Regions from separate parts of the Oryctolagus cuniculus genome. Here region 1 is linked to region 2. A link is a contact called in public Hi-C data. All regions are on one chromosome and are shown on one strand. The core of a region is the stretch at or near the end of the contact, and the rest is flanking DNA. Distances in the headings are between cores, read along the strand shown. Region 1 has its middle 460 kb from the start of TLE3. Region 2 holds the start of TLE3 (TLE family member 3, transcriptional corepressor).

Region 1 (5,349 bases), core at 644-3,143, 460 kb before region 2:
GACCAACTCTCTGGAATACTAGCTTGATAAGCCACTGGAATAGAACGCGCTAGCACACATAGGAGTCCAATTCGCAAAAAGTGATAGTTAAGTTGCTGCACGTAAGCACATGAGAAGAATTTGGTTTTGCTCCTTTGAGCAAATTATCACAGAGGAAAGCGAATCTGAAAATGTTTCACAGTAAAGCTGCAGACGTAGGCATGCTACGGTGCAGCATATCGCACTTATTCAGGATAAGGGGTACAGACATGAAGACCGAAGCTCTCTGCTCTTTATCCTGGTATTCCTGGGAAAATGGAAAGCTGATGGTTTGTCACTGCTTCAGGCTCCAGGCTTGCAGCGAAAAATGGGCAGGAGCTTAACGTCAGTGGCCACCATGAAAAGTGGGTTGACTGACAACTGGCAGACATGTTCTAGGCGGAGGCCTTGCACTCTCTCTTCTTGGGGAGGAAAGTGTGTTGACTCTGTCCGGCTGCAGTTAAAGAAACCCTCCACAGAGTGGGGTTAAACAAGCACCGGGCTCTTCTACCTTAGTGTGACACCTTTGTCCTCTTTGCTACACAATGGCGGCGGCTGCATCTTGTTTGTGTTCTAGGAAAGGAAAAAAAAAAAGAGGGGAGAAGAAAAAAAAAAAAAGGCCAGGCTAGGGAATTCGTCCTTTTTTGCAAAGCTTTCCCAGGAGCTCTACCCAAAGAATATTTCAGCTGGGCATATCGCTCCCGAACAAAATCAGAGTTCTGTCATTAAGGAAGACTTCCAAATGGCTACTGGGTAGGTAATTAGCCGTGTCCACTGCAAAGTTCTGCACTAGAGCTAAGCGGCCTGGGGAACCCCAGAGCCATCTGGGTTATTAGGAGATGAGCAAGACAGTGCTTGCAGAGTTCACAACTTAGAGAGGAAGACAGACAGCAGCCTGGACAGCAAGGACAGGGAATTTCAGGGGGCTTGGAGCTCAGCGGTGAGACAGCCTGGTCAGGGGGTGGGAGAGACCTAGCAGCAGGAGTCAGCCACGCGACAGGGGAGAAGTATCCCCAGCTACCGGGCAACCACAGCCACTCCGCCTCAGGTCTCCGGTGTAACGGGACAGGCTGTGAAATCGGACACAGCAGAGGCTGATGGCCCAGGGCTCTCTGGGGCAGCCACTGAAGAAGGGTTTGAAGAAAGGGGACGGGCTGACCAGACGGTGGTCTGTGCAGCTGCTGGGGCAGGGGCCTGGGGCAGCACGGAGGCAGGCAGAAAGGCAGGGGAGAGGGGTGATGTGTGAGGACCCTGAGGATGTCAGGGAAGAGTCACACTGCCCTCCCCCAGCTCCGCAATCTGGGGCTCAGGAGGGGCGAGGTGGGGGGATTTCGGAGAGATAATTGTGACGGAGGCCGCAGCAGATGTAAACAGATCCCGTCCTGAGGGGCTCGCGCCCTGATTCCCAGGGCCTGGGGGGGGGGGGGGTCCCGGCCGCTGGCTGACGGTGGTTCTCAGGAAGCCGAGGAGTCTCGCGCCGAATGCAGGACTGCTGAGGGACCCTAGAGTCGCCCAGGTCAGGGATGAGGCGGCTGAGGGGACTGGGTAAGGGGTGCCGGAAGGGAATCTGCGGGGTCTGGGGAGGTTAGGGCTGCGAAGGAGCGGCACTGCCCACCACGTTATCGCGAGGACTGTGGTCCTCACAGCGGCCAAGGAGGTCTGGGTCCTCCACCCAGATTCCAAATTGTCCGCTCCCAGACACCCCGAGGCTCCTTGCACCCGCTGCCGTCCGCACGCTCTGCCTGAGCGGAAAAAAATACCCCACGACCGGCCGGCAGGGGGCGCTGTGCACCCGAGCAAAGACGCGCGGCCGCCGGGTAGGGCTGGACTCCTGGGCGGTCCGGCCGAGACCTGCCGGCGGAACGGCGGCTCATAGCTCAGGGACGGCGAGGCCAGGGCGCCAAATGAAAGGGGCACAAGTGGGAGGGCCGCGGGGCCAGGCGGGCCGGTGCGCTCTCGGCGGCGGGGCCGGGGATAGCCCGGGGAACGGCGCGGGGAATGGCTGGTGCGTGGACACCGCCGAGGCGTCCCGCCTCGTTGTCGTTGCTGTTCCGGTATTGGAGGCTTTCCCGGGTTGTGGGGCGCGGGGCTCTGCAGTGCAACGCCCACTACCGTCCTCGAGGGCCCGGCCCACAGGAATGTGTTCAGGAGCCTCCCATCAAAGGCCAAAGCCAAGATTCTCAGAGAACAATCGGCAGCAAGTTTATGACCTGTTTTACTGACTAGGTCGATGCTGGAATCCTGGCGGAGGTGTCTGCTGTGCTGTGAGCGAGGGGCAGAAGCCTCGTGGTGAGCTGCCCACGTGCCCCCTCCTCTGCAGAGTGACCGGCCGGGACTAAGGCTTGACCTGTGAGCTCTGAGCTGAAAATCTGCCGGGCAACCCGCACACCGCATTGTTGGGAGTTCAGGCAGGACCATGGGGCCGCTTCCGAGTTTTCTGGTTACTCCAGAAAGGTGGTAGGGAAAGCTCTGGGGCCGGGCGTTGGTGGAGGCAGACGCCCGGAGTACGTGTGAGGAAGGAGGAAGAAGCAGGGAAGGCGACGCGGTGGGTCCTGGCTCGCAACAGCTAAAACAGGGACCACCATTCCGAAGTTGCCCTGGCGTCCCCCAGCCGCAGGCCCCTGAATCAGTGACAGTTAGTCACCCAATGGCCACGACAAACGCCTGGGCACAGAACTGCAGTGTGGCTGCTCACTTACACCCTCCCTCACCTGTTGCTTGCCCACCTAGTGCTGAAATGCAGGATGAGGTGAGTTCTGGGGGAGGACCTGGAGGGCCAGCAGCGGCCTGGGGCATTGTCTTAGGAGAAAAAACTGAAACAATGGACCTGGAACCTTCGGAGGGGAGTGCTTAGTTTCAGGCTGGTCCCCGCCGAGCCACAAAGCACGAGTCCCAGACTCTAATACTTCCAGTCTTCATTCAACACAATTACTTAAGTTATGGTTGTTAGCCCTTCCTTTTGAGTGTACGTCCCTTACAGCAGCTAAATCTTCCCCCTCGATCAACAATAAAAGAACAGTTGTACAGATGATTGAAGCTTGGATTACAGTTATCTCTATTGCTGACCGTTAGAACTGCCTCTCTCCTATCCCATACCCAAGTGGACTGCATGCCCACAGCTCAGGGTGAGCGTGGCAACAGCCCTGGGAGGAGGGCTGGGTGCAGCTTTGTAGTGGGCAGGTGTGTGACCCCCAGTGGAGATCAAAGCCAGGACTTATGGATGAGGGGCAGGGTAAGGAGACAGGCCAGCCATGGCTCCATGAGGACGTTCACAGAAACCACTGGTTCCTGCTTCCTGCCTCCCTCGTCCCTCTGCCAGCTCAGGAGGAAGTCTCTGGGCTTCAACTCTGAAATCAAGGAGGCCCCAGCAGAGGGTTGTAATTCCACCTTCTGGGAAGGCTTCTTTAACACCTCAGCACATGGTGTCAGTCAAGCCAAGCGTGAACAAGCTGGAAGCAATTTCTCTGCCCAGTCTCTTGCTTACTGAGACTCTTCTTAGTCATCTGCTTTAGCCCCAAATGTGGTCCTCACTGTTGAGGTGAGAGATTTACCTCAACTCCCTCTGGACAGAACCATTCGAGACCTGATACTGAGCTTTTTGAAGATATTCATGATTTAAAAAAAAAAAAAAAGTATTTATTTATTTTAAAGGCAGAGAGAGAGAGAGAGATCTTCTGTTGGCTGGTTCACTCCGCAGATGGCTGCAACAGCCAGATCTGGGCCAGGCCGAAGCCACGAACTCCATCTAGGTCTCCACGTCAGTGACAGGGGCCCAAGTTACTTGGGCCATCCTCCACTGCCCTCCCAAGTACATTAGCAGGAAGCTGACTCAGAAACAGAGCAGCTGGAACGGGTGCCAGCCCCACGATATGGAAGACCAGTGCCACAAGCAGCAGCTTAATCACTGAACCACAACACCAATTCCCCTTCTGTTTTTGACCATGACTATTCTTAAAGGGTAAGATGCTTTGACTTTTCTAACCAAATCTTCTAAACCAAACTGTGCTACAGTTTGGAAGGATGAGAGGAAAATACTTTGGGTGGATCTACAGGTGCACTGTGGAGTGACAAAAAGCAAATTGCCAATGCAGGACATTTATGCTGAGCAACAACAAACAAAAAGAAAATGAGCGACACTACTTACAAAACAATATTCTCTGTACACTTTCTCGGCATATGTACTTGTGTGTACATAAATAGTGAAAGGGCTTGAAGCGTTCTCAAGAACCAACAATGCTTGCCTCTGGGTGAAAGACTGGAATTGAGGTTGATACTGAGGGACTGTTAGGGTTTGAGCAGAATTTGTCTCCCCAAAGTCACGCAGGCACATAAGCCCCAAAGTCCTAACGTTGCTGGTGAGTGGACTGATGTTAATAGTTGATGGGTGGAGGGTGCACACTTGATCTGATGGTGGCATTTGGGGGGGGGGGCTCTGAATCGCTGGGGGTTTGCCTACCACAGGTAGATCATGAGAGGGTTGATGATACCAGCTGTGCATGGTTCCTGTCTCTCTGCTTCCTGGCTCACCACGTGACCATCCTTCCACCTCACTGGATGCTGAAACCAATGGGTCAGTTGATCTTGGGCTGTACCTCTGTGCTGCAGGTCAAAATAAACCCTTGCTTACTAAGAAGCTCCTCTCAGTGTCTTCTAATTAAGGTAATGAAAAGCTGGCTAACACAGAGACAGTAGCCTTATCCATAATGTTTTAATTTTCATGAGAATTAAGTATGGATTAAAATTTAATATTTAAAAAAAAGAACCTTGCTTGCCGTTGCCCCAAACTACTGATCTGAAGCTCCAAGATGGCATCCTGCTCTTGGGACATGTGCTTGTGTTCAGCCCCTCCTGGAAGCAGCAGACATGTGCAGAACACCTTCCATACCAGCACCTTACCTGTGCGAGCTCATCTGTCATCAGTCAGCCCTAGGTGCCTGAGGAAGGATGGAGCAGCCTTTGATCTGGTCTCTCTCAGCTCCTGCCTGTCCAGACTCTGGATCTAATTTCTTCAGTGTCTACACAGATGGCAACCCCTGGAGCCTTGGTGTGTTTGGTTGTTCTGCTCTGATATTCCCTCACTCATTAATATTTGTGTATGTGCATGCACATGTGTGTTGGCACAGTTCATGGCTGCCCATGAGGGGCAACTGTGGTCCCATGTAGGGAGGAAGAAGGCATTTCCTTTCTTAAAACCTATTTCCTGAAGCTCCCTAGAGTTTGGTTCACTTTCTGGACTGGATGCTACCAGAATTTTCCAGAAGGAGGCTCTGATCACTACACTTCCACTCACTTGATCTCCAGATAGCAATTGGCCAGTACGTATTTGGAATG
Region 2 (6,184 bases), core at 995-3,494:
CGGGCAGGAAGCGGGTGCGCCCACCCGTGACGTAAGGGGGCGGGCGGAGAGGGGGAGGGGAAAGGAAGCTCCGGAGAGGAGCCATTTTGTGTGTAATGTATGCTGCGGCCAGATGCTCGCATCTGTCGAGCCCGGCTTCTCCCTACCCCCCTCTCCGGTGCGCGCCGCACACGATTTATGTTTTTATTTAGGAGAATAAATAAATGAAGAGAGGAGCACGGCCGGGGCTGGCGGCCCGAGCGGGCGCTCACGTGTGACTCCCCGCGCACCGGCCTCGGAGCGGCCGCTCGCGCTCGCCTCATTAAGATGCGAAAGCGAAGCTCCGGCTGCTAATGAGGGGAAAACACTGAGCCGGGCGCGCGCGCGGGCGCGGGCGCGCCGCCGTCTCCGGGCCCGCGGAGGCGCTGAGGCGCGACCCCCGGCCCGCGCCCCCCTCAGCCGCGAGCGCGGGGCCGCCGGAGCTGGCGGTGTGCGGGCCGGAGCTCGGCAGTCCCGCGCGGCCCCGACCGCGTCTTCTCAGCGCCCTCGGCGCGGGCGAAGCCGTCCCACAGCGGGGACCCCCGCGGGGGTCTGAGTCCCTCTGACCGCTCCCGGGCGGGCGGCCGCCGCGCGTCGCAGGCGCAGTTTTGGGCTTAGGACGGGCGAGCGAACAAAGAAGGGACGCTGGGGGCTCCCAGCGGGCTGTGAGAGGTCGGAGGCAACTTGGGGAGCCACCATCTTAGGGGTCCTAGAACGAGAACGTGACGAAGTGGTTGTCTTACAGTGTCTAATTGGGCCGCTCGGCCGGCCTAATGGGATTACAGGGGCGAACCGTTGCCGCGGCTGCGGCATAAACCGATCCGGTCCTCCCAGCCACAGGTTTGGAGCTCCGCGCCGCTCGCTAGTCTTTTATCCTTTTGTTGTTATTCCCGTCATCCGTCCTAACCCCCACCCGCCAAATAATTATTTGCTAGTAGATCGTGGGAAAAAAAGAGAGGCGGGGGCGGGGAGGAACTCCAGCAGCCCGGGACTATAATATATATCTATTTATTATATGTCTTTCGGTTAATTCCTGATCTGAGGAGCGCTGGTTTTCACTCCCATGCGAAAGTCACCAGCGGGTAGGGCCTGATTGCTACTTTTCATGCATAGTTTTAGACACAAGAGGGCATTGTGACGTCGCGCCCGGCGGCGGCCAGTCGCGGGCCGAGTTCCGCGGCCCCACGTGGGGACGGCTCGCGCCCATTGGCTGCGGCCGGGCGAAGCTGCCACATTATTTTGTTACTTTTCAGTCCCTATTTGGAACTGCTCTCGCGGCAGTTCAGACCTCGTGCTCGTCCCCCTCGCCTGTCTGTGTGTGGTATCCGCAGGTCCCGGGCACTTTTTTTGGGGGTGTGTGTTTGTGTGTGTGTGTGTGTGTGCGCGCGCGCGCGCGCGCTGTGGGTGGGGGGGAGGTGTGTGTTTTGGGGGTTTGTCGGGGCGCGGAGAGCCGGGCCGAGGGGAAGGGAGGAAGCCGCAGAGCTGCCCGGCCTCCGGCTGCGTCTCCCCTCCAGCGCTCTCCTGCCGGCGCGCTCCGAGGCGGCCGCGGCGGTGGCGCCGAGCGCTCCTCGTGGGGAACGCGGCGCTCCAGCCGGGAGCGGCGAGGACCCGTTCACGGAGAAGCTTCCGGTGCCCGCTGGAGTTAGGATGCCAGGGAGGTTGATTTGCACCTACTGAGCCCGGAGTTCCTCCCCGGCCCTGGGAAGGGCTTGCGGCGGCGGCGGCGGCGGCGGCGGTAGCAGACGGAACAGCAGGCTCTCCTCTCCGAGGGGGGGCGTCGAAGCGCCCGCGGCGGGCTCCAGCCCTCACTCTCCGGCGCTCCTGCGGCCCCGAGCTTCCAGCTCGGCGCCTGTCTTCTCTTCTCGCCGCGAGCCGCGGGCCCAGCTGCTCTGGGGGTCGGACTCGCGCGCCCCGGATGCTTGGGGCAGCCCCGGCGCGACGCGCTGCTGAGTGATCCGGAGGGGCCCCCGGCCTCGGGACCCCGCGCCGGACTCGCCGGGGAGCCGACGATGTCCGCGCAGCCCCCGGCCCTGACGCGCTCGACGCAGCCCCGGGAAGGCGGCCGGCCGAAGCCCGCCGAGCCCTAGGCGCACAAAGCTCGCGCCCGCCGCCCGGCCTCCGACGACTTTGCCGCCCGCTCCGCGGCTCTTTGTCTCCGCTCGAGGCGGGCGCCCGACTCTGGGATTTCGCTGCGAGAGCGAGCTGGGGGGGCCGGGGGCGAGCTCTCGGTTTCCCGGCCGCCCCCCGCTCGGGCTCGGCTCCCCCCTCTCCCGCACCTCCCCGGCCCGGGCTCTCGGCGCTTCCAAGCTCTCGGAATCACGACCCCTCCCTGCCATGTATCCGCAAGGGAGACATCCGGTGAGTAATTGCAACTCGGTTTATTTAAGCATCTATCATGGCAGGGTAAACGAGGCAGTTTATCCGGCACCTCCATTTTGCTTGTTGCTACCTTTATGGGGTGTGTGTGTCTGTGCGTGTGTGTGTGTGTCTGTGCAGTGTGAGTGCGCGCGCGCGCGCTCACACAAAGGGGCTGGGGACCGAGAGACTCGGCGGACCTGCGAGGTCAGTCCCGAGCCGGGGCCGGAGGGGAAGCCGTTCTCGTGACCCCCCCGCCCCCTTTCTTAAGTCTCCAACTCGCCCCGCGTTCTCCCTGCCCCCGCCTCTCTGTTTGCGGGTGGAAACCTCGCGACTGAGCCGGAGGACCCGGGGCGCCCCCTCCCCCCGCGCCGTCGGGGAGCCGAGGAACTTGCGGGGAAGGCTGTGGGCTGTGAGGGCGGCCTCTCTGGTGGGGCAGCCGGCGGGGAGGGGCCGAGGACGCGGCGGAGGCCCCGAGCCCCGGCTGACGCCCGCGCCCCTCCCCTGTCTCGTCCTCGCGGGCTGCAGGCTCCCCATCAACCCGGGCAGCCCGGATTTAAATTCACGGTGGCTGAGTCTTGTGACAGGATCAAAGACGAATTCCAGTTCCTGCAAGCTCAGTATCACAGGTAAGGCCGGGGGAGGGGGGTGGGCAAGCGCCCCGGGGCCGGCAGGGAGGGGGCATCCCCGTCGCTGCGACGGAGGGGGCTCCCGACCCCGGGCGGCGGGGCCACTGGGGCCTCCGCCTTTTGTTTCCCCTTTCCGAGCGCGCCGCCTTAACCCTGTGCTGCCCGCGGCCGAAGGTCGGGGTCCTTCCCCCTGCGGTCGCGGTGAGCGGGCTCGCTCTTCCGTGGGAAGTTTCCAGTTGCCTTGCTCCCCCATGCCCACGGCGTGGACCCCAGCCCCTGTGCGCCCCGACGCTGCGGGATAGTGGGGTGCCCCCCCCCGGGGAGGGTTGGTGTCCAGGAAATGGGAAAGTGGCTCTCGGAGGCCCTGGGGTTGCGGCCTCGGAGGCGGCCGTGCGGGCGCCAGGCCTGAGCTGGCTCCTCTGCCCTCGCAGCCTCAAAGTGGAGTACGACAAGCTGGCGAACGAGAAGACCGAGATGCAGCGCCATTATGTGATGGTGAGAGGCGGCCCGGGAAGGCGGCGACCCCGCCGGCGGCGCGGGGACCGGGGCTCACTCCCCACCGCGGCCGCGGCGGCTCTTCAGGGAAGGGGGGCTGGGCGGGAATGCCCTGCGCCCCTCACTGGCTTCCCCTGGCATCGGCCACTTGGGAGGGGGTGGGTGAGCCCAGGGGCGGAGGGAGAAACCCGAATTGCAGGCCCGGAGAGCCCTGCTCCCTTTGTACGCCTTTGCTGGGTGCTTTTAAGATTCCCTAGGGCTGCTTGCCCTGGGAGAGCCGGTAGGATGGTGTTGGATCAGCCCAGGAAGACAGGACTCATAGCATAGGATAAAAATCTCTCAAGGCCTCCTGGGAGCGCTTGGAAACTTTGTGCTTTGCAACCCTGGAATGTAGCCAGAGGAGCCCAGCAGCCCTCCTGGCCCAGGGTGTGTGGGCCTTTGCAAGCCCCACTGTGGGCCAGGGTTCCTCACCTGAAAAGTCACGGGACCTTGGGCAGCAGGTAGCCTGGCTCCCTGTACCCAGGGCTTGCACCTGCAGCTTTAAGTCATTGTGGGAGAGCCCAGGAGACACATCAGCCAGGCTCCCAGCACTGCTTCTCACCTAAGAGGCCTTGGGCGCAGTGCTAAGTTATTCTCAGAGAGAGTGTGCACCTGACTCCCTGTTGGGCCCCTACCTTGTACAAACAGGATATGTGGCCCCTGCAGTGCTGGGGGCAGGGGAGCGGCTCTTAGCACCCTGCCCTTGGGGGCTTAATTTAAAGCCCCTTACCATTCGCATCAGAAGAGGCCAGAAAGAACTCCTTTTGAAAAAAGGAGCAGAATTCTGGGTTGTCTGTTAATGGTGCTTCTTTCTATTTTTAGTACTATGAGATGTCCTATGGCTTGAACATCGAAATGCACAAGCAGGTAAGTGCTTTTCTCTTTAAAAGCTGTAGTTTTAAATTCAGTGTAGGGGCTTCGTAAAGGGTCCTCTCCTGGATGGAAATGAGCTTCCCCTTGAGGGTCGAGCGGGGCCAGGCCCTGAAATTTGAGGTCTGGACACCCTGTATGTACCCTTAGCACCCAGGCTTGTGAAGCTGGTCCTGGGCTGGGAAAAAGGACCAGGAGGAGAATGTTGATCTAGGGTCTGTCTGACCAGCCCCCGAGAAGGCACAGGTGCCCATTTGCGTGTAAAAATCTCTAGAGAAAATGCAAGAGGGCTTGGTTTTTTTTCTTTTAATGTGATGTTCTACCTTGATAACACTAGACTTCCAGAGTCTTAAAAAAGCCAGGCTGGGCTGTGGAAATGTGAGGGCATGAAGCCACCAGCAGGCTTAAAATCCAGCTCTGAGGCCTGACGCTTGGGAGGCCTTGCTCTCGCTCTGTCAGGTTGAGGGCAGCTTCCCCGACCCCATTTTACAGAGCTGGAAGCCCAAGCTCCGGGGTGAAGTAACTTGCCCAGAGGCAGCCGAACCAGAACTCTGAAGCTGGCTGGGGGTTGAACTCAGCTTTGAAATCCTGAAGTCAAACCAGTTTAGCTAGTATGGTGTCATTTGATGGATATGTAAACTACCTCGTATTGTCACTCTTCTAATAACAGTATACCTCAAGCCGAGCAAATACAAACAGCCTTTATCTCCATGCATATCAGTAACTAGGCCGGTGCTAGGCTGGGCTGTGGGAGAGGCCTGTTGGTGTATTTGTGTTCCTAGGAGAGGCTGCCTATAATTTGGCTTGGCCCACGGTTAGCATTGACTTGGCACGTATAAATGGCACAGGCCCGCCGCTTGTTCTTTTTAACAATTGGTGTTCTTGAAATCTCAGAAGGCTGTTGACTCACTCTAGCCCTTGGTGACTGTGACTCGAATGGATTTTCTGCTCTAAATTAACAGTCGTTTACATGGTTTGAATCTTGCTCTTTAAAGGGGGCAGGACCCAGGGCAGGTGACAAGGCCAGGTGACCCTGCCAAGCTTAGAGCGTGGCTGGCACGGGTGGTTTTTGGTCAGAGCTTTTTTTTTGGGTGGTTTTTGGTCAGAGCTTTTTCCCTCCTTGAACGGAGCGCCTGGTGTGGGGAGAAGGGCACGCAGGAAGGGCTTTAGTTTCTCAGCTGGACGGGAAACCCAGCTTCTTGGGGGGATCAGGGACGCTAGCTAGCACGGTTTTGGTTCTTGGCCCACAGAAATCATATACAGATAGCTTTCTCTATAAAAACGTTTCTCCGTGGGGACTCGGTTCAGCCCTGCGATGGTGGCCCTGACCTAGTCTCACTTGTCCAACCGGAGTGCCTGAGGTAGCGCTGGGGTCCCAGGTGTTTCAGGGACCTTGGGGGATGTTGTGCAAGGTGCCACTTCCTCCCTTTCTCCACACCCACTTTTCTGCTTCTCAGCGCTTAGTGTCTTGGGTGTGTTTAAAGAGGGTAATTGCGCCCAGGTTGAAAATTTATAGCAGCGGTTATTCTAAGAGCTTCGTAATGAAGGTTTAATATGTCGTTGCATGTTGAGGGCTGCATGGGTGGTGTTCCCTGCGCCTGCAAGCGGATGGTTCTTAGGCACAAAGGCTCCACCTTGGCTGGCAGAGCAGAGCTGGTCTGAATTCCCGGGGCAGACGGCTCTGGCTGAACCCAGGAAGAGTTAAAACGTAGTGCCTTGGGGGGGGGGGGCTTTGTATAAAGAGCAGCTGTGTGCATCTGGGATTTCTGGCTGCTCCC

The links. Hi-C and Micro-C count contacts between places; a contact is called where the count stands out from the background.
Region 1: a contact with region 2 is called in a Hi-C map of skin fibroblasts, with 3 times the contacts expected there. The contact joins the enhancer-like site here to the promoter of TLE3 in region 2. A contact is called at or near these places in 3 of 6 Hi-C or Micro-C datasets (ear pinna, embryonic fibroblasts and skin fibroblasts).

Annotation. Positions count from the first base shown.
Region 1 is chr12:93,095,850-93,101,198 of mOryCun1.1, reverse strand. No RefSeq gene overlaps it. Among named protein-coding and RNA genes, the nearest start is that of TLE3, 460 kb to the right of the region's middle. Within about 2 kb of position 1,893, at least 1 of the 8 cell types and tissues checked has an H3K27ac peak or open chromatin away from gene starts, as enhancers often do.
Region 2 is chr12:92,632,768-92,638,951 of mOryCun1.1, reverse strand. It overlaps TLE3 (TLE family member 3, transcriptional corepressor), which reads left to right and starts at 2,244. Exons shown (of 20, transcript XM_008249826.4): 1 at 2,244-2,376; 2 at 2,902-3,002; 3 at 3,434-3,497; 4 at 4,359-4,403. The coding sequence starts at 2,353.